Linked DNA regions of Mus musculus: regions 1, 3, 4, 5, 6 and 7 are each linked to region 2. The links are chromatin contacts, called in public HiChIP or PLAC-seq and promoter capture Hi-C maps. All regions are on one chromosome and are shown on one strand. The core of a region is the stretch at or near the end of the contact, and the rest is flanking DNA. Distances in the headings are between cores, read along the strand shown. Region 1 holds the start of 4930539J05Rik (RIKEN cDNA 4930539J05 gene). Region 2 holds the start of Lamtor3 (late endosomal/lysosomal adaptor, MAPK and MTOR activator 3). Region 3 holds the start of Cenpe (centromere protein E). Region 4 holds the start of Slc9b1 (solute carrier family 9, subfamily B (NHA1, cation proton antiporter 1), member 1). Region 5 holds the start of Slc9b2 (solute carrier family 9, subfamily B (NHA2, cation proton antiporter 2), member 2). Region 6 overlaps Manba (mannosidase, beta A, lysosomal). Region 7 holds the start of Manba (mannosidase, beta A, lysosomal).

Region 1 (2,942 bases), core at 8-2,507, 2.5 Mb before region 2:
TCAAAATTCAAATTATTTCCACGTAGTCCTGAAGGACCTCCACTTTAAGTAGGGTCGTTTAAGGATGCTAGAAAACCTAAACATATTGATCTTTTTGAATGTCTTTCAAAAGTTAAAGTCTTACTTTTTACCCAAAGAGTACTCTCGATGACAAACGGCCCTCTACATTTTATGCAGGGCAGACTAAAACAGGGCAGTGGCACACTTAACAGATCTCACCCCCAGGATTTAATCCAGACCGATTCCCTAGTATTTTGTCACTTTGGGGCTCAAAAACTGAAACAGCAGAAGGAAAAGACGATTCTAGGATATTCCTCTTGCGGTTCCATACCTAAGGCTCTACCCAATCCGATCACAATAAAGCTGTATTGTTAAGGCTATGCAAACGCAGAACCCTGCAGGCCGCTGCTCTCAGATTGGCCCCTCGGGGTTAACAACGCGCATGTGTCCGCACTTGGCGGTGCGATCAGCACTCAGCCTGGATCTTTTAATTTGCTGTTCCTAATTTGAGGGGAGCTTCTTCGCGCTGCTCAGCCCTCTCTGAGGAGCACGGGAAGAAATCTCCATCACCTGGGCCGGCAGAAGCCGTGAACCGGCTCCACCTTGACTAAGGCATCTAGTCACCCCGCGGCCCCGCCCACAGCACCTCCCCGATTGGACGCCCGGGGGAGGGCCGTGTCGGCGCGCGACGGCCGGCCGGTCGGGGGAATTCCATTTCCTCCCCCGCCCACTAGCATAAGCACTCAGGGGCGGTGCTTCCCTCGCAAGACCCGCCCAGTAAGAGCCCAGGGGGGGGGTTGCCGGCGCATCTCGCGATAACTTGCGGATTTGGGGGCGGGTCCCGAGCCAGGAAGAGAGCACAAAACTGCCCTTAAGTCATTGCAGACCCGGAGCTGCTGCGAGCCTGCCACGAGGTTCTCGCGAGATCCGCCACCTCCATCCCAAGTGAGGAAACGGGGGGCCACTCAGGGAGGGGCGTGGGGCCTCGACCGCGCAGCTGCCGCTTCCATTACCTTCCTCCTAAGGTCTCCTTCCGGTTCTCGATGCTTCTCTGAATTTAAGGGTTTCCGCCACTCGCCTACCCTCCCCCTCAGCCCATGACCCGCCTCCGTCCCCCGCCCTCCCGGCCCGACCTCCGATCGCTTTAGCGAGAAGGTGCTGTTCCGACAGGGAGACGGCAAGCGGGCGGCACGTCCACTCGGCCCGAGCGAGGGAAGCAAACCGCTCCCCCCTGAACCCCTCGGCTCGCCCCGCGCTCGCGACGGCGGCGTTGGCGGACGGATACGCGGCGGTGAATAGGCGGGGGGAGGGGCGGAGCGTGGCAGCTGGCAGTAGTTCCGTCAGAGCGGACATCTTGTGGCTGTGCCGTGCGCGTGAGCCCCGTAGGGCCGGGGAGGCACCAGCTGCCGCGCGGGGAGGAGGCCGAGGCCGCAGCTCGAGGGAGGCCCCGGCCCTCTGTACGCGTGGGTGTGGACAGCTCGGGAAAGGGGAGGGAGACGGGCCGGGGCCGGCGCGGTGCCCGGGGGGCTGTGGGCGGCCCGAGCGGGCAGCCCTCGCGGCTGGGTGGGGTAGGGTGGGGAGAGGCCGGCGGCGGAGCCGGGGCCCGGCCGCAGGGGGAGGGGGCATGGGCGCGTCCTCGCGCCGGAGCTCCGCGGCCGCCGGGCGCGTGGTGGCGAGGTGGCGGGCGAGCGAGCGGGCGGGCGCGCGCACGCAGGAGCGCGCTGCGAGGCGGAGAGTACGGTGGTGTCAGGGGCGACCCAGAACAGCCCTCGCCGTGGGGACGGGAGCGCACCCGGGGCCCATTGCCTTGTGCTGGCTCGCTGTCCCTTGGAGCCGAAACCGAAAGGAGCCCGGCGTCGGTCCGGAGCCGCCCGCTCCCCTCCCCCTTGCCTTTCTCTGCCCGAGTGACGCCGGCCTAGCGCCGACTAGGCCCCGGCTCCTCCTCTGCCCGGCTCTGGACCCTGCCCCGCACCCACCCCTTTCTCCTCCGCCTCTTCCTCTCCCACCCGGGGCTCGTCTTCCTTTCAAGAGGCCGGGAAGTTAAACTTGTAACCACCTCTCGGCGCTTCCCGTCACCCTCTCGCCCTCTCTGGGGCGAAGCGCGGATCTCGGTAGCTGGTGGCTCCGCCACCCCGCCCCGCCCTGCCGGGATCGCGGCGGTTTTCAGGGTTCTGGAGTCAGCAGGGTTTCTCCGAGGCCCTGGCGAGTCGCTGACCTGCTCCGTTTTTGCAAAAAGGCGCCTGTGTCTGGCAGAGCCGGTGTGAGAAGAAGAGACAACCCTTCCCCGCCGCCGGGATAATCAAGAATTTTGGCCGGACCTTTGAGTACACCTCGGGATAGTGAGGAGCCCGGCGAAAAGCACAGACTATGGCGCTGAAACGGATTAATAAGGTGAGCAGTTTGGACTAAATGGTGCGGACAGGGTTGTGGGAAGAAAGGAGGCTTGGGGCCCAGAGGAAAAAAAGCGTGGGTCTGGTGGTGGATACAATTCTGAAAATACCTTTTCTTGGGTTAAGGAAAGGCAGGTGCACTTTGAAATGAGCTGTAAGATAGGGAACTGAATGGTTTGGGTAAGCGAAATGTTAGCTTTTTTCACTAGAATCTGTAAGTATGGGTGAGGGAGCGTGGCTATTAGGCTCCTCGGTTTTTTGCCTAAGAGTCAGGTTTGGGAAGTAGAATTGTGTACAGGCCCTCGGCTAATGTCATGGTGCTGCTTCCTAGTCTTGGTTCTTCAAAACTTATTACAGCTGCTAAGGCTTATTGGCATTCAAAAGAAAGGAATGTAACAGATGAAAAACGTTTTGTTCCAAACTTGACTGAGAGTCTGGGTATGACAAACATACCTCAGTTCGCTAAAATGTGGTGACGAAGTCTGTTCAGAAGCTTAACCAAATCTGGGCAGTTACACAAGAGTAAGTAGGGTTGGGAGGAGGTGGACCGAC
Region 2 (2,814 bases), core at 148-2,647:
TAAACTTAAACTAAAACCCAAAGGATGAACAAAAGGGGGGCTGAGACACTAAAGAACAACTTCATGCACAGTGGGCCAACCAATGCTATCACAAACACGCTGGCTCACACAGCTGAGCGGGCCTGCCGGAGATCAAGCCAGCCAACATTCTAGCATGCAGTGGGGATGGTTGGTGAGCCTACCTACACTGAAGTGCTATGGGCAATTGATGGCTTCTGAGAGAGGTGTCAGTGTTCTTTAAGGGTGATCTCTGGTAGGTTGGCCATGCTCCATTGGCTAGTCCCACAGGCCCCGGAGATGATCAGCCCAAACTGGACTTGATAGGTTATGGGGGCGGGGGGGGAGGACACAGTTTGAAGGGTACAGACATGGGGGTGAACCTAAGGGGAGTTAGAGCAGAAGAGTCAGGGGTAAATATGATCAAAATGCATTGTATGAAATTCTCAAAGAATAAAAGTATTAAAACTTTGTGGAAATGAAAAGAAACTTGAGTGGCGATTTAGTAAAAGAATTCCAAAGTAGGTGCTCCTAGAGAGCTTACCGTTTTCTTTAACGGTACACGACTGTTAACATCTGCAGCAAAAGCCATCAGCTTCCATTCCCCCTCCCCGCCCTCCCCCCACTCCCCCCAGCTCAGGCAGCCACTGGGGAGTATTTAGATCCCAGGTGATTTTCGTTTGTCCTCAGGGTTTCTACCAGAGTCTCCTAAGCGGATTACATGGCTGCCCTCTACCACAAAAGAGTTATCAACGCGTCAGTAATGAGAAACACCGGGCCAAAGCAAATGGAGAAGCCTCCCTTTTGCTAAGCTTTCTTGCCTTGCCCTTACAGTGGGCTTTCTTGAATGTACAAACACCAACAAAAAATATAGGCAGTTTTTATTTTATTTTAAGAAGATACAACAAATGCAGGCCCAAGAGCCAAAGCAGGCAGCCCAGTGCATGCGTGTTCAAAACGGACTTAGCAAACGAGCCCATAGGCCCATGGCTCCTGCACTTCTAGGTAAAAACCCAAGAGAACATGTGGTAGCAGCACCGTTAGGAAACTGGCTTGTAAATTAGGTTATCCAAGGACCTGGGACTTCTAATAAGTAGGCTGCTCAGTTTGTTCTCCTCAAACGTCTTCATTCATAAAGATTTACATAATGGGTCTGGGAAAGGTGTACACATACTCCGCACAGGATCATCTTCCGTTGTAGGTGAGTTGGATGGAAATTAAGGTGCAAGGACCGCAGATGCCAACCCAGCTGCTCGTGGCGCAGCGCGCAGGCGCAGGAAAAAAAAAAAAAGCCTCCAGGGGGCGGGGCGGCCGCGCGCGCAATTTCCGCCCGGGTCTCCCCGGAAGTTCCGAGTCCCGGTACTGGAGGGTGCAGCAAGTGCTTCCTGGATCCCGCGGAGGTCACGAGTAATGTGACAGCGACTTGACAGGCGGCTTCAGAGAGGCGACTGAACTGCGGGAACACCGGGGCAGGTCTTCCCAGGCTGGAGCGCGCGTGCGTCTGCAGAGGTCGCCGCTCCTCTCAGCTCGGGGACAGAGTGGGTGGGGAGAGGTGGGCTGGCCACCGGGCAGGGTCCCCGGGAACCTCCCCACTCCCTTGACGGAGATCCAGGGCTCTCGCTTGGCCCTGGAGAGGGTGGATCTCGTGATGCTGTCTGGGTCTGGAGAGGGTGACTAAGCCTCGGGTGCGGGGGAAGTCACGGAAGTTTTCCTTCCAGGAGTGGAGATCGATTCTGCGAGGAAAAGGGGTTCATCATGGCGGATGTAAGTTGACACCCCTTCCCAAGAAAAAGGGGAGGTGGGAGGTTTGCATACGGCTTCTGAGAGGAGAAAGGTAGAAATGTGTTTCAGCCTCGCCTCTCTTCCTGGATTTGTAGTAAGGACTTGCAGGGGCCTGAGCTTCTGTCAGGACCGGTTGTGATGGGCCACTAAGGTGCTTTAGCCTCAGAGAACTATATATTCTTCCACCTCCTAATCCTATTGGAGCATACAAGAACTCTGTGTGGGTGGCACTGGAAATTCTGAAGGATGACTGGCCGCCCTTCCAGTCAGTACCTGTTCATAGGACAGTGCTCTGAATCCTCTCCCAGTAAATAATGCTCTTGGTGTCTCAGTAGGCAGTGTTGGGAGTCTAAAAGGATGGCTAACGCGTGCCCCCTTAACAAGCTATGTTCCGTTTCTATGTGTCTGTTTAAGACGAGAGCAAAAGTAAGTTTGTGGTGGTAACGTGGGAAAGGACACTCATTCAGTTTGGGAGATAGAGGTTCAAAACAGCACACATTTAGAGTGGAGGTCATAATTGTCAGTATCTTTGCCAAGAAGCTGAATGTTAGAATAGTTTATCGGAATTAGGATCATTTAAAAAAAAAAATTCATGGGCAATCTGGATGCCCGGACATGGGAAGAGATTTATAGAGGATTCTCAAGTGAATACGGTAGCATCCGGATGTAAAATATTAGGAAGCACGTGACCTCATTTTACAGCAAATCTGTATTTGTGTGTCCCAATTCCAAGTACACTGACATAGCCCTTACTAACCTTTGACAGCGTTCTTAGGTTGTAGGGTCTGTGATTATCCCTGTAGACATGTAACGAAGCATATAATGAAACTGAGGCCTAGAAAAAGGTTAACTAACTTCTCCCAAGTTATACACGTCAGAGATGAAATGCCAGTGACAAGTGGTGAGTTCATGTCCTTTAGGGATAGGGACAGGGCTAGAACAGCACAAGGTAATAATGGTCTTTTAAAAATTATTCTCTTTCAGGATCTAAAGCGATTCCTGTACAAAAAGTTGCCAAGGTAAGAAATTATTGAT
Region 3 (2,833 bases), core at 59-2,558, 2.7 Mb before region 2:
ACAATGAATATCTCTTTTTCTGTACTGTTAGGAATTGAACAGAATGATGCAGGATTCCCCAGCTCCGGCCCCCTTTTCAGTTATTGTGAGACTGATTAAACTGCCCCCATTGGCCTTGAACCATCAAGCACCATCTCTTTCTCATTAGTGTATATTAATTGTACAAGACGTTTCATTTTGTTATGACATTTTCATACCTGAATATTACGTCCTTTTGTCAAATTCACCTCTTCTGCTACCCTCTCAGTCCCTCTCTTTTTCCTTCTAATAATTATCTCTTGATGAACAGCATAGATCATATAGTGGAATACAGTCAATCTTTAATAAATACTGCCTGCTATATAATGTTAGCAAAGACAGTGTGACAAAATCACAGCTGTGAAAATAATACTCTTGCTCTAAAAAATCCCTTCCTTGCCTCTGAGCCTTTAATGACATAACATTTCTTCCCCTTCATAAGTTTGTTCCCTACAGCTAAATATATATTTGCCCACTTTAAAAAAAAAAAAAAAAGTTAAAACAGGGCAGGGAAGATAGCTCAGTGAGTAAAGTCACTGGCTGCCAAGCTAAAGTTGAATCCCTAGAACCTAGTGGTAGGAGAGAACTGACATCCCCAAATTGTCCTTGGTTGCCTCCCTGAGGCTGAAGGTTAAGTCATTGTTGCCTGGAGACACCACATACTTCAGACTTGTCGGGAATTAGAAAATTCCAGCTGTTTCTGAGCTAGAAGCCTCGTCCCTAAGGCGTAGCTTTATTATTTTGGGAGCCTCTTGGATTACTCTAACCAACATGAAAAGAAGTGTTCCATGCCTAGTACTGGGGATTTCTCGGGTAATCCATGCTCTAGTGTGCAGCACTGTCATGTCCCCACAACATTTTCCCAGGTGTCAATGATTCTCTCCCTTACATGAGGCTCTTACACTCACCGTCCAGAGAAATGAAAGTTAAAGAAAAGAAACAACAACGCCTCAAAGCAGTTCCAAAAGAAAAGAAAATCTTCCTTTCCTGGCTGGGCAGTGAGTTCCCATTGGAGGCTTTAAAACAAAACGAAAGCTTTTTTTGGTTTGGTCTAGTCTGGAGTTCTTGTTTGTTTGTTTTTTAAGATTATAATTCTTTTGTTCTGCAGGCGTGACTCTAACACAAAACTTCTCTCCAGCTGAGTTCTGAGGCTCTCAGTTCCGGGATCTCTGAGTCTCCCCCGCCTTCCCCATCCATGGACTCGCCCCGCCTTTCCCCCCGCAACCCCCACTCGCCGCAGCACTTGGACTGTCCCGTGACGTCATGACGCTGCGCCACCCAATCCGCTGCAACCTTGAGGACATTTTAAACTTAAAGGCGGGGCGGCCCGGGAGCTCGGTCGGCGCCGTTGCTCTCCTTCGTTTCCCTTAGTCTGCAGCGGACAGGATGGCCGAGGAGGCTTCAGTGGCTGTCTGTGTTCGTGTGCGACCCCTCAACAGCAGGTAGGCGGCCTGGGGCGGCGTGGGGACCTGCGTCCCAGCCCGCGCTGCCCCGAGTCACACCGACACCCGGGTGCAGGACTCCGTTTCCCCGAAAACACGGTCCGACTGCGCGTAGTTCTGCTCAGGGGACACTGCCGTCCTCGCCTGATGGACGGAGACAGTGAATGTTCAGTAGTGGGAAAAGGTCGGGAATGCCAGAAAGAAAAGACAAGAGGGGGTTGATGAAGTCTACTGGGTTTGCTGGCTTCTGGCCTTCAGCTAGAGATGCTAAAGCTTGAGAAATTGGTATTAAACGGGTGGTCGATAGGCGAGATTCTCAAAATTGATTATTTCTTGCATTTAAGTTCCTTCCCTAATTTGGGAAAAAGCTGGCTCCTAGTTAGCATTAGCTGTTGACTTGACAGCCAGCTATATCTAAGGGAGTCTCCATTGGAGGACTACCTGGATGAAGTTGGCCAGTGGGCATGTCCTTGTGGTGGAATCTTAGTTCCTGGTTGATATGGGCAGTGCTTAGGCCAGTCTGGGTGGTTCCATTCTTACTCATGGAACTCAAGGCTGTGTAAGACAGCTACGTAGGCAAAACCCAGAGAGAGCAAGACAATAAACAATGTGCTTCATGAATTCTGCCTCCACTCCTGCTTGCGACCCTGCCCTGACTTTCCCTGGGGCTGGAAGTGTAGGCTGATATAAACCTTCTCCGTTCCAAGTTGCTTTTGATATAAACCTTTTCCACTCCAAGTTGCTTTTGGTCATGATATTTTATCACAGCAGCACAAAGCAAACTAAAACAGTATATCTATAGACATAAGCCGTTAACGATACACAGAAAAAAAAAAGAAAAACAAAACAAAACTGTGCAGAATGTTGAAAGAGCCACTGGGCCTTCAGAGACATGGGGTACCTGGTGTCAGGAAAACGCTAACACTACAGAATAGGTGGTTCATTGATGGATAGATCACAGAGATTCAACTTCCAGATTGCTTGACTGATGTGGTGTTTGGTACGAATAGGAATTTAGAGGAAGGTGGCACTGAAGAGATTAGTGGTGTCTGTCATGGTGGCACAGGCCTTTAACCCCAGCACTCAGAAGACAGAGGGAGGTGTATCTTAGTTGTAGACCAGCCTGGGCTACCTAGTGAGTTCCAGGCCAACAAGGTGAGACAATGTCTCAAAGTAAAGAACAGAAAGAGATTAGTGACATAGTTCAGGGGATTTAGGGCATGTCAAGTATTCCGGAAGATTCCAGAAGTTTTTTTGTTTTTTTTAAAGATTTCAGAGAGGAAGTAGAGCCTATGCAGACAAAGATAGTTATGAATATAGTTAAACATAAAATTATATTACTTAAATCTTCATTTTGCAAGAGGTTTGGGTTT
Region 4 (2,871 bases), core at 84-2,583, 2.6 Mb before region 2:
TTCCAGAAAGAATGAGGAGGGAGGTATTTGTCAGGCCAAGGCTACAATATCCCCTGTGAACACTACTCATCCCAGGACTTTCTGCTCTGAGATTAGTTTTTTTTTTTTCTATTTCTCTATGTCACCTGTCCCTCATGGGGCTCCTGCTTGGCCTTTATCATTATACTCTCATTTCAAGTTTTAATTTATAAGTCTCTTCTGAGAGTTTGCAAACCAGGAGATTAAGGGCCCTGAGTGGAGTCTCTATGAGAAAGGACAGAATCTAATGGCTTATCTTACGGCCCTTCAATGATTATTTTTGCACTTTAAAATCTTTGTTTGCAGATTGGAGAGATGGCTCAGCGGTTAAGAGCACTGACTGCTCTTCCAAAGGTCCTGAGTTAAAATCCCAGCAACCACATGGTGGCTTACAACCATCCATAATGAGATCTGACACCCTCTTCTGGTGCTGTCTGAAGAGAGCTACAGTGTACTTAGATATAATGAATAAATCTTTAAAAAATTTTTTTTGTTTGCAAGTCTGCCTTCACACTAGAAATGTAATAATGTAGTTCCAGACCCCAATGAGGATGAACAGTAGACATAGTAAACATTGTTTCAAGTAAAGACTTTAGATGTTTCCTTCAATCTAAGTGTTTGTTTGTCTTTCTACAGGATTAACATTTCATTTTACATCATTTTCTCTTTACAGTGCCTTTCTGAATTCAAATACACACCTTGCCATCCACGATTATGGGAAATAGGTTTTGTTAGTTTAAAAAAAAACTATATAAATTCCCACATACAGCATATATTGTATAGCATGTTAAGTCTTGACTGTCATGTTTAGGACAATCACAATTACATGATGCTCTCAAATGTTTCGTTTTAACTATCAATTCGTGTTTGTAAATAACACTCTACCTGCTCTTCAGGGACGTGTGTTGGGTATTGACAGAGGGGAGTTGTTGGCACTGCCTAAGAATTCCTATGTAATTCGACTAACTAGAAAGATAAATAAATGAAAACAGTGATCGTTATAACCACTTGATCAAGAGTTATGTTTGAAGCCAATAATCCTAATATGGTGAAGCCACCTATAATCCCAGGCCTTGGGAGACTGAAGCAGGCTGCTTGTGAAACCTGTTTTAAAAACAAAACAAAATGAAAAGACATTGGCCTTGAAGTAGGACTAAAATATTAACATAAAATCCATGTGATTAAGCATTTGAGAGACCCTGCCACGTTTACTATGAAAAGAAAGAAAAAAAAAAAAAGTTCTTAGACAGGAAGTCCATTAAGAGCACCGCCCCGCCCCGCCCTTCTGCTTCCGGTAAATCCCAGCCCAGTTTCCGTCCTGGAGGTTGGGTCCTTGGCTCTCCTGACCTCCTGCACGCGACGACGGTTGCTGGTCCCTGAGCGGGTGAGAGTTGCTAAAGGAAGTGTAGGTACGCCCAGTTTTCTCCATTCTTCTGCTCCAGGCCCTTGGGTACCTTCCTGCTGTCACCTCCCTGTCCTTAGCCAAGGAAGGCCTCCTCCCTTCCCTTTAAGGGAGCGCTCTCACATGGCTCCATCGTACTGGAAGCCCTCTTCCATCTCTTCCTGGTTTCTTTCCTCCCTCAATGCAAGCCTCTGTTGTTTCCTTCTCTCAGCAGTTCTTGCAAATAAGAAAGAAGAGATCTTTCCATCACGACTGACAGCAAAATTAACCCACTGGGCAGATGGTATTTGTACAAATCGTGAATCCGGAGAGGTGAACCTTCACGTGCACCTGTAATTGCAGATGTGTTCCAGGATTGGTCTCTGATTTTCGGAAGGCTCTCATTCCTTCCCCCACACCCCTGACCAGGATTCCTCTTGGCTTTATCGCAGCGGACAAGCACTCAACACCAATGCTTTTTAAGGATTAAGGGCTGTAATTGCACACACAGTGTGTCAGACACTGCGCTCTCCTGAGTCCTGACCGTGCTCTGTGGTGGCGCTCTTCTTGGAATTCTTCCCTATTAAGATGCCATAAAAGCTTGTCACCTTTAGGTTTTAAAGTTCCCTGCTGAAACGTAAGATATCTTAAGACTGCAGACAAACTCCTGAAAGATGAGGTAGGTTAAGAAATTTTAATACCAGCAAAAAGAATGCTAAATAATTGTCCTTCTGTTGTTGTATGTTTAATAGTTAGAAACAGAGCCTGGTGACATGAATACTTTTTCATATAGTACCTCATACCCTGTGAAAGATCAGATTGGTTGATGGAGATATGCACTTAGCACCTAGGAAGGCCACCTGTCATTGTGCAACAGTACCGAAAAAGGACCCCAAAACAAAACAAAAAACCTTACTATTGCATGTGGGAAATTCATTTTCCATTTTCATTGTTACCATGCCTGTAAGAGGTACATACAGAAGCTAGGAAGATGTTGTACAAACAACATCTGTTGTACAAACAAAAGAAACTGAATTTGGAACCCTGTCACCTACATATGCCAGGCATCATGGGCTGTGTCTATAATCCTAGCACTGCCAGGATAAAGGCAGGTGGCCAGCCATTCTAACCAGTGGGTGAGCCCCTCAATGAGAGGCCCTGGCTCCAAAAAAGGTAGCAGCTGGAGAGATGCCTCAGTGAGCATGTAACATTTTCAGTGTAAGGATGAGGACCTGCAATTCAAAAATTGATTCAATCCTAGTAATCAGGGGAAAATTTATACACCATCATATCCTCTATCTACCTCAAACTACATTTAATTAATATAAGTGTGCCCATGTATGTGTATGTATGTATGTATGTGTGTGTGTGTGTGTGTGTGTGTGTGTGTATATATATATATATATATATATATATATATATATGCATATATATAAATTTCCCATCTGGGATAGCAGTGCTTTCCCCTGAGC
Region 5 (2,823 bases), core at 117-2,616, 2.6 Mb before region 2:
GTGACAGATGTGGCATACAGGAAAATGGCAGTTTAAGGTACAAGGGGAAACCTCATGTTAGGATGAAGTGTTTAATTTTAATCAGGCATGTTAATTAGATGAACCGAAGGGGCTTTCAATTGCTGGACTTCAATCCTTTGATAGTTGGACCTTGGTAGTCAGCCTCAGGAGAAAGAAGTGGCCAATTAAGGGAATGAGCCTAGGTGGCTAGCTTTAGGAATGGAATCTAATGGTTTTAGCAGTGCAGAGGGAAATGCCTGAGCCATGCTTGCCACCTCAAGCTGACCAGAGTCCCTTCAGGAGTAGAGCATCATGTGTGTTGTGAGCAGGAACACACATAGTTAAAAACAAATGAATTCGTTTAAACACAGTGACCTCTGCAACAGAGAGATGTTCCGTTACTTCTGTCAGAGCTCAGAGGTTACAAGCAATGAAACCAGAGTGAATCTAGCCCAAAAGTTCAATGTTTTCCACTCACGCCAATAAAATCAAGGCATATCAAATGAACATCATATGACCAAAGGGTTGGGGGAGGAAAATATGTCTTAGTTCTGCAGGAAGAGGAAGCCAATGAGAATGGAAATTTTTGCAAGTTTTAGAAAATGAGTTCGTTTTAGGAAAAGAATCATTTCATTTCCTCTGAGAAAGGGTACTGGATGGAGCCTAGGTTCATTCGGAGGATTTCTGTCTGGAATAGAAATGTGCTTAATACACCTGCATGCTTGAAATCCAAGACTGAACTTAGCACTTGCTCAAAGAGTAAGACCAGATAATGGACGAGAGCAACTCCTTTGAGATGCTCATAAACCCCCACTTGGACTTGGATGTATCTTTCTGCTTGGGAGAATTTCATCCCCTTACCCCTAATATTTAAAATCTATGTTAAAATCTCCTAACAAACTCCAACTCCGATTTAAACGGGGAGGGGGGGGGAGGGAGGAAGACACCAAACTGGAAGTCAGAAATAAAAAATTAAATGGCTGATGGGAGGGAGCGTTACAGTAAAACAACATAGCAAGAGGCTCACAGTGACAGACACTGGCCCAAGGTTTCACTCCGCCATTTGTCACCTGAAGGAAAGAACCCTGCCTGTGAGAAGACACTGAGAGTCCTGGAATTTGCGTCGGATTACAGAATTTAGGAGATTCAGGAACAGTGAGAGAGCCTGCTGCTCTTAGCCTTGAGAGGTGGCCAGAGGCTGCTGGAAGCTGGGGCGCGTGGGCCAGGGTCTCCCTCTGGCTGAATGAGCAGAGCCCTGAACTGAGAGTGTGCCCCGCCCTGCCCCTCCCTGCCCCGCCCCTCCCTACCCCGCCCCGCGCCACTGGACCTCCCTGTTTTCCGCCGGCCCCCAGCCACAGCACCGCCCTAACCTAGCACGCCTTGGTAAACCTAGGCTCAACTCCCACTCAACGGAAGCCAGGAGGCCTGCGCAGACTGCCAGCAATGAGGTGAGTAGCACCGAGCAAACAACCCATGCGCATAGCTGGTACGGGAATGTGTGTGTGTGTGTGTGTGTGTGTGTGTGTGTGTGTGTGTGTGTTCGAGCGGGGGTTTTCCTTGTTTTTGTTTTAGCTCTCAGTTTTTGGACTGGGTGCTGAGGATCTTCAAGTCTAGACCCTAGACAATGTGATGCCTGCTCAGAGCACGTGAGCTGTAGCCCTCTTACTTGCCAGGCATCAGCTTCTTGTCACACACTTGCTCAGACTCCGGTGAGATTGATTTCACCAAAACATTAACGGCAGGGAGCTTTAAGCCCCCAGCAAGTAAGGTGGACCGTGGAGCAGTTGCCTGGAGCAGGTCTACTCTCTTTTCCCTCTGAGACGGCCCCGCCCCTTAGCAGATACAGATGCTGCATCGTGGGTGGGTGCTGGATTACCGATTCATAGGTTTGAAGGTTCAGCAGACACCTGCATGTCTTCTCTGAGCTAAGCAGGCACAGGAGATAATCACGTGTGGATTGCATACCGTTTCCACCCTCCAGGAGTTCAGAACGCAGCTCTGGGATCAGAGTATGCCTAAACAAGACTTTAGATCCTGAGCATGCACGCTGCTCTGGGGACGTGGGCAAAGTGACAGCCCCCTGTAACTGTGATACACACCAGGAGCACAAGCAACATGGGGAAGAAAGATGTATTTCATATCACAGGCTCACAGTCCAAAGAAGGGAATTTGCGGTAGACACTCAAGGCAGGAACTAAATAGAAGCTATGGAGGGATGCTGCTTACAGGTTTGCTCTCTATGGCTACCTCGGTTTGCCTTTTTATAGGCTCCAGGACCGCCATGGGGACCCACAGTGGTCTGGGCCCTACCCCCCAACAAACATTAGTCAAGAAAATGTCTTGTCACACTTGTCTACATGCCAATCTGATGGAGGCATATTATTAATTTAGATTTCCTCTTTCCAGATGACTCTAGTTTATGTCAAGTTGACAAAAAACTCACCAACCCACTGACTAGGGCATGTTATATATTTTCTGGCATAAAAAGTCTTTAGGGTTACAACCCCATCAACTATATTCTCAGCCCTTTTGGAGTACCCACAAGAGGAATTAAGAATGAGCCAGAAGGAGAGCTGGAGAGATGGCTCAGTAGTTAAGAGTCCTGAGTTCAATTCCCAGCAACCACATGGTAGCTCACAACCATCTCTAATGGGATCTGATTTCCTCTTCTGGTGTGTGTGAAGACAGAATTTAAAAAAAGAAAGAAAGAAAGAAAGAAAGAAAGAAAGAAAGAAAGAAAGAAAGAAAGAAAGAAAGAAAGAGAGAGAGAAAGGATAAGCCAGATGTAGTGACTCACAACTTTAATTCCATCACTTGGGAGGC
Region 6 (2,728 bases), core at 113-2,612, 2.4 Mb before region 2:
ACACATGCAATACACACATCTGGACACACATACTGTAAGTATGAATATCTACATGGGTGTGTGTGGCACGCGCATGCCTAGTGCCCGTGGAGGCTAGGTGAGGGCACCAGATCTCCTTGCCCTGGAGTTAAAGTTGGGTGTAAACCAGCATGCAGGAGCTGGGGCTTGTGAGAGTAGCAAGTGACCTTACTTAATAACCCCTGAGCCATCTTTCCAGCCTTATGAAAAAGAATCTGTATGTGTTCAGTCTATATTATATCCTCTATATCTTGTGTGCTCGTGCATACATGTGTGTATGCCTCTCTCTCTCTCTCTCTCTCTCTCTCTCTCTCTCTCTCTCTGTGATTTTTGTTTTTGTTTTTTGTCTTCTTTTGTGGATATTTTTGACCCATAGTTGAATCTTCAGATGTTAAACTCATGGATTTGGAGAGGCGATCATATATTATTTTTAGTTCTAGGAATACAGAGCCAGTAGAGAGTTGGGATCACAGCAACAATGAGGTCCCGTCATGGTAATGACTACTACATTCTGTACTGTTCATTGAATGTCAGGCATTTTTTCTCGGAGCTATACATTTGTTGTTGTTGTTCAAGCCTTCACATGGCTACTCTTGTTCTCTGTCCGCATTTACAGAGAGTTAAACTGACCCGGGAAGAGCACCTACGCCTCGCCCTGTTGTTCACTATCTGTGTACTGTAGAATCTGGGCATGAAGGCAGGCTGCTGGGGGCTGGGCTCTGCTCAGCTGCCCCACACAGGCCTCCTGGGAAAGGACTTCTCAGTCTCTTTATTAACGTGGGCATCTATTTCTAAACATACTATAGAGTTAACAGTCTAGTGTATTCCTTATTACTAAATGCCTGGCGAAATGAGAAGGTCATCGGAATGAGGGAAGACCCACAGAGCTTCCTTCCCCCCCCCCTCATTATTTCCTTTTCCGGATGCTAAGGACCAGCTAGGAGAGGGGTTCCAACCGAAGGGGTGACTAGGAGCGGCAAAAAAGAATGACTCAAGGTCAGATGGTGGATCCAAGCTGTCCAAGGATGACATGTGTGCTGCTTGTTATTCTAAGGGATCTCTCTGACTTGTCCTGCTTGCTCGGGTGTGTCTGTATTCTCCCAGCAGTTCTCTCTTTTTATCCTAAAAAGTTCTCTGGATGGCTCATCTCCTGCAGAGCACAAGTCCAGGCTTTTATTTTGCATACCAGTCCAGTCGTTTACTCCTGGTTTCCTTTTGATTATCCTGTGAATCAGCATCTTGTGACCCTAGCTCTTTGATTCTTAAGAGACAGGAAGCATACGGTTTTTTCCCTTAACTTTACAAAAGGATTCAGAGATCTGTGTACCTTTGTTAAACACTGCGGCTAGGCTAGCTGGGTGGGACCGTGCTCTAAAAAGACCATTTCCACCACACTTGGGCCTAACCTCCCTCTGTCCTAGGCTGACCTTGAACTCAGGAATCCGCCTGCCTTTGTGTCTTTCTGACAAGCTGGCTCGGAGTGTAGCTGCCTTTGTTTCTTTAGATTCACGAAGCCCCCATAACTCATATTGCATCCTTATATTTTGCATAGTTGAGAAGTTATATATATTTTTGAATTCATGTGTTTATAGCTCTTTCCCATAGCCTTAAGGGCTGTCCTGAGGGTCCCAGCAGTTACCATTTTGCAGAGACAGCCACATCCTCGACTCCTGCTATTTCTAATTTTTATGGAGTTATTAATATTAACAGGAGGTCATTCCTAGGAGGAATGTGAAATATGCGCATTATTATACAAACAAGCCTTACGCCCACAGCAGCCATTGACACTCATGGAGGTTCACACCAGGGCCCTGTCCCAGGGGCAGGAACCATGTCACCAAGTCACCCTGTCCCCACCAGGGCCACACTGGGCTAAGCATCTGGATCCTCATCCCTGCTTACTTAACATTCTCTCGATTTTCTAAACATTTTTGTGCAACGCTCAAAGACCCTTCCGTGCGTGGGCGTTTTTCCTCTGCAGAGATGCTCAGGTGGGTGCATTTGCTGAGCTTGCTTTTCCTTTATTTGGAAGATAATCCCCTAAGTGAGAACCAAGTCTTGCTTTGTGCAGTGACCCCGATGACCTCGCCTTTTCCTTTGTCCTACAGGTGTGGCAGGACTTTATGTTTGCCAGTGCCCTTTATCCAACTGAGCCTGGCTTCTTAGCCTCCGTGAGGAAAGAAGTCACCTACCAGGTATGCTACTCTTTTTTTTTTTTTTAAGAGTCTTTTTTTTTAAATTAGGTATTTTCCTCATTTACATTTTCAATGCTATCCCAAAAGTCCCCCATACCCACCCCCCCCAATCCCCTACCCACCCACTCCCCCTTTTTGGCCCTGGTGTTCCCCTATACTGGGGCATATAAAGTTTGCAAGTCCAATGGGCCTCTCTTTCCAGTGATGGCCGACTAGGCCATCTTTTGATACATATGCAGCTAGAGACAAGAGCTCCGGGGTACTGGTTAGTTCATATTGTTGTTCCACCTATAGGATTGCAGATCCCTTTAGCTCCTTGGGTACTTTCTCTAGCTCCTCCATTGGGGGCCCTGTGATCCATCCAATAGCTGACTATGAGCATCCATTTCTGTGTTTGCTAGGTCCCTGCATAGCCTCACAAGAGACAGCTATATCGGGTCCTTTCAGCAAAATCTTGCTAGTGTATGCAATGGTGTCAGGGTTTGGAGGCTGATTATGGGATGGATCCCTGCATA
Region 7 (3,015 bases), core at 169-2,668, 2.4 Mb before region 2:
CAGTCACAGTGTCGTTAGACTTCAGGCTTACAGGTTGTGAGCCACTACCTGCACCTCCCTTCACCTGTCTTTTAAACAGTGTAACTTCAAACGCACAGAAAACACCAACTTCAACTTCCTTATGCTTGCTCTTCTGCCTTGAGACAGCTGAACTTTGTCCTCTGGGTACTGCTGTCCTTTCTGAAGCGTCTCTCAATGTCCTTGCTTAAGCTGTAGTAGATATATATATATATATATATTCCGAGTTTTGCTTCATGAGAAGAACCCAGGGGCCAATGAGATAGAGCAGCCGTTAAGGGGGAATGTCTCTAAGCCTGACACCCTAAGTTCTAGCCCTGGGACTCCTCACAAGCTGTCTGCTGACTTCCACACGCTCGCTGTGGCAGGAACCCCCATTCAACTCCTCCATGAAATTAGTAAGTAAAATGTGGGGTGTTTTGTTTATTTAAAAGAAGATGAAGAACCCAGCCTGCGTCTCCGTCTCTGAAATTAGTGTCTGCATTGTTTTGTTTTGTTTTTTTCGAGACAGGGTTTCTCTGTGTAGACCTGGCTGTCCTGAAACTCACTTTGTAGACCAGGCTGGCCTCGAACTCAGAAATCCGCCTGCCTCTGCCTCCCAAGTGCTGGGCTTAAAGGCGTATGCCACCACGGCCCGGCTAAGCGTCTGCATTCTTTTTTTTTTTTTTTTTTTTTTTGACAGGGTTTCTCTGTGTAGCCCTGGCTATCCTGGAACTCACTTTGTTCGAGGAGGCTGGCCTCGAACTCAAAAATACGCCTGCCTCTGCCTCCCAAGTGCTGGGATTAGAGGCGTGCGCCAGCACGCTTGGCATCTGCATTCTTTTAAATTCAGGGAATGGGAATTCTGTTGCTTGTTCAGTCCCACAACTCAACAGTGAAGGAGGGAATTTCAGACTCACCTGTAACACTAACGCAGTTTCATAGGAACCTCAGAAGCAGCTCCATGATGTAGCCACCACTAACAGGGAGCACATGGCGCCTCTCAGTCAACAGTTGAAGCAACCCTACGAGTTTATAGTTAGCACTGTTTAGTCCCAGCAGGTCGCGTATTGAGGGAGCGTTCAGCCTGACAAATCCTGGGGCCGGGGGACCATGTACAATCTGCTGGTCAGGCGTGGTAGGAGCTGTCCCCGGGCAGAGCCTGCGTACTATTGTGGACGCGCACCTGTCGTCTCCCAAATGGTCAGACTCTGCTTTCCAGACTTTTCTGTCGCTTTTCATCATTCGGATGAGCGCCCCACTTACAGGATCGAGCTGGAGCGAGAAGCCCAGCTCACAGGTCGCAGAGACCCTGGCCCTGGGCGGTGCTTGTACCCGCGTGGCGGGTCCCGGCTTCAGTTCCTCCCTGCAGGGCTGCGGGAAGCGCTCAGCTGACCTGGGGGCGGGTCCGTGCTCGGGGCGGGGACACAGCGTCCAGGCCTTGGCAAGGCTTGGGCGACACTGCCGGGTTCCTGCTTGCGAGCGGTCAGCATGCATCTTCACCTGCTCTTGATATTGGCGCTATTTCGGGCCGGCTGCGTGGTGGCAGGTCCTAGCTACAGCCTGAGCGGGAGCTGGCGGGTGAGCAACGGGAATGGCTCCCTGGAGCTACCGGCGACTGTCCCCGGCTATGTGCACAGCGCCCTGCACCAGCACGGGCTGATCCAGGTAGGACGCACAGTCACCCCCCACACCCCCCATGCGGGTCCAGGTCAGTAGGTGCAGCTGTGGGCAGTTGGGGGAATGGCCTGGGAGTTCAGGCCAGTTGTGGACACTGACCCTCCCTCGCTGGGTCTTCAGTGACCTTGGAAGGCGGAAGTTGTGTATATGAAACAAACGGTATGTCTGCTGTCTACTTATTGTGGTGATTCTCTGCTCAAGCATTTCCTAAGAGGACTTACCTTTCTCCCTCCGGACAGGGTTACTGTTGCAATCATCTGGATGCTTGTAGCTTTTAGTTAATCAAAGTTCGCCGACCCTAGGATGTCCGGGTTTTCTTTTTCTGCTTTGAAGCCTCGTGCGTCAGGTTTGAAATAAACACAAGGGATTGGGGAGAGCACTAGTAAAGTTTGGTTGTTGATGCTAATGAGGAGCCTAAATATTTGGGAGGGGAGTGTGTGCAAGTGTGTGTGTGGTGTGTGTGTGTGTGTGTGTGTGTGTGTGTGAGAGAGAGAGAGAGAGAGAGAGAGAGAGAGACCCAGAACCATGAGTATACTAAGCACACATTGTACCACCACCGAACTACACCCCAATCCTAAAGCCTGAATACCGTGCTGACATTTTTTTTTTAAATGAGAGTCTGTCATCCAACAGTGTGGTAGGTTTCTTTATGATAGTTTCATGTGAGTGCACCATGTTCTCTGCCCATATTCACTTTTTACTGGGTCTTGCCACCACGTGATCCCTCCCTCGTTCAAGGAGTTTCTTTCCATTATGGTGTCCTATATACGTACACTTATGAATACATATATTTACATCTAGAGTCAACATGAGTAAAAACATGCCATATCTTGTTTTCATTCTCATTTGTCTTATGTTGTTGTTTTGTTACCAATTTTTATTGTCTTCATTATCCTTACCTTCTTTTTTTTTTCTGGCTTTTGAGACAGGATCCCATGTAGTTCAGGCTGACCTTGAATTCCCAATGTAACTGAGGACCACCTGAACTCCTGATCCTCCTGCCTCCTCCTCCCATGTGCTGGAGATATAAGTGTTTACCATCATGCACAGCCTAATTACATCATTTTTCCTATGGAAAATGTGTGTGTGTGTGTGTGTGTGTGTGTGTGTGTGTGTGTGTGTGTGTGATTTTCTTTAACCATTTGTCTGTTAGTGGGCATCTGGGCTGATTCCATCACTTGGCTATCATGCCGCAACCAAATGGCTACACAGATATTTCTGCACTATGCTGTCCTAGGATCCTTCAGGTATCGGAAGGAGTGGTGCAGCTGTTATGGGGGAGGGGGGGGCTTATTCCTAGTGGTTCTTTTTATTGCTATTGTTTTTGAGACAGAGTTG

The links. Promoter capture Hi-C pulls out the DNA fragments that hold promoters and counts their contacts. HiChIP or PLAC-seq counts read pairs in DNA pulled down with a chosen protein or histone mark.
Region 1: a promoter capture Hi-C map of pre-B cells shows a contact between it and region 2, with 11 times the contacts expected there. The contact joins the promoter of 4930539J05Rik here to the promoter of Lamtor3 in region 2. A contact is called at or near these places in 12 of 39 promoter capture datasets (the 3T3-L1 cell line, the C10 cell line, the HPC-7 cell line and 8 more), 1 of 484 Hi-C or Micro-C datasets (CD8 T cells), 8 of 115 datasets of contacts at active chromatin or transcription factors (astrocytes, embryonic stem cells, forebrain and 3 more) and 2 of 9 other capture datasets (adipose tissue and liver).
Region 3: a promoter capture Hi-C map of pre-B cells shows a contact between it and region 2, with 8 times the contacts expected there. The contact joins the promoter of Cenpe here to the promoter of Lamtor3 in region 2. A contact is called at or near these places in 3 of 39 promoter capture datasets (hippocampal neurons, neutrophils and pre-B cells), 1 of 115 datasets of contacts at active chromatin or transcription factors (astrocytes) and 2 of 9 other capture datasets (adipose tissue and liver).
Region 4: a contact with region 2 is called in an H3K27ac HiChIP or PLAC-seq map of embryonic stem cells, with 9 times the contacts expected there. The contact joins the promoter of Slc9b1 here to the promoter of Lamtor3 in region 2. A contact is called at or near these places in 3 of 39 promoter capture datasets (cranial neural crest, embryonic stem cells and second pharyngeal arch cranial neural crest) and 1 of 115 datasets of contacts at active chromatin or transcription factors (embryonic stem cells).
Region 5: a promoter capture Hi-C map of hippocampal neurons shows a contact between it and region 2, with 5 times the contacts expected there. The contact joins the promoter of Slc9b2 here to the promoter of Lamtor3 in region 2. A contact is called at or near these places in 3 of 39 promoter capture datasets (hippocampal neurons, pre-B cells and second pharyngeal arch cranial neural crest), 1 of 115 datasets of contacts at active chromatin or transcription factors (pro-B cells) and 1 of 9 other capture datasets (liver).
Region 6: a contact with region 2 is called in an H3K27ac HiChIP or PLAC-seq map of embryonic stem cells, with 7 times the contacts expected there. The contact joins the enhancer-like site here to the promoter of Lamtor3 in region 2. A contact is called at or near these places in 2 of 39 promoter capture datasets (liver and pre-B cells), 3 of 115 datasets of contacts at active chromatin or transcription factors (embryonic stem cells and stem cell-derived neural progenitor cells) and 1 of 9 other capture datasets (adipose tissue).
Region 7: a contact with region 2 is called in a promoter capture Hi-C map of stem cell-derived epiblast-like cells, with 4 times the contacts expected there. The contact joins the promoter of Manba here to the promoter of Lamtor3 in region 2. A contact is called at or near these places in 4 of 39 promoter capture datasets (hippocampal neurons, liver, pre-B cells and 1 more) and 1 of 115 datasets of contacts at active chromatin or transcription factors (astrocytes).

What each region holds. Positions count from the first base shown.
Region 1 is chr3:135,437,408-135,440,349 of GRCm38.p6, forward strand. 4930539J05Rik (RIKEN cDNA 4930539J05 gene) reads right to left here and starts at 1,258. Exons shown (of 3, transcript NR_030689.1): 1 at 1,014-1,258. Ube2d3 (ubiquitin-conjugating enzyme E2D 3) reads left to right here and starts at 1,719. Exons shown (of 7, transcript NM_001356597.1): 1 at 1,719-2,391. The coding sequence starts at 2,368.
Region 2 is chr3:137,917,158-137,919,971 of GRCm38.p6, forward strand. It overlaps Lamtor3 (late endosomal/lysosomal adaptor, MAPK and MTOR activator 3), which reads left to right and starts at 1,398. Exons shown (of 7, transcript NM_019920.2): 1 at 1,398-1,506; 2 at 1,716-1,761; 3 at 2,764-2,798. The coding sequence starts at 1,753.
Region 3 is chr3:135,211,255-135,214,087 of GRCm38.p6, forward strand. It overlaps Cenpe (centromere protein E), which reads left to right and starts at 1,309. Exons shown (of 46, transcript NM_173762.4): 1 at 1,309-1,460. The coding sequence starts at 1,405.
Region 4 is chr3:135,346,696-135,349,566 of GRCm38.p6, forward strand. Slc9b1 (solute carrier family 9, subfamily B (NHA1, cation proton antiporter 1), member 1) reads left to right here and starts at 1,334. Exons shown (of 13, transcript NM_028946.4): 1 at 1,334-1,427; 2 at 1,632-2,078. The coding sequence starts at 2,074.
Region 5 is chr3:135,306,334-135,309,156 of GRCm38.p6, forward strand. Slc9b2 (solute carrier family 9, subfamily B (NHA2, cation proton antiporter 2), member 2) reads left to right here and starts at 1,367. Exons shown (of 13, transcript NM_178877.6): 1 at 1,367-1,448. The region is part of intron 1 of Gm46826 (a long non-coding RNA gene); the gene reads right to left.
Region 6 is chr3:135,545,424-135,548,151 of GRCm38.p6, forward strand. It overlaps Manba (mannosidase, beta A, lysosomal), which reads left to right. Exons shown (of 17, transcript NM_027288.3): 10 at 2,127-2,213. Among named protein-coding and RNA genes, the nearest start is that of Manba, 61 kb to the left of the region's middle. Within about 2 kb of position 1,363, at least 18 of the 459 cell types and tissues checked have an H3K27ac peak or open chromatin away from gene starts, as enhancers often do. A contact at or near this core is called in embryonic stem cells, where this site is marked.
Region 7 is chr3:135,484,193-135,487,207 of GRCm38.p6, forward strand. It overlaps Manba (mannosidase, beta A, lysosomal), which reads left to right and starts at 1,419. Exons shown (of 17, transcript NM_027288.3): 1 at 1,419-1,665. The coding sequence starts at 1,489. Gm30992 (a long non-coding RNA gene) reads right to left here and starts at 1,409. Exons shown (of 3, transcript XR_376111.4): 1 at 918-1,409.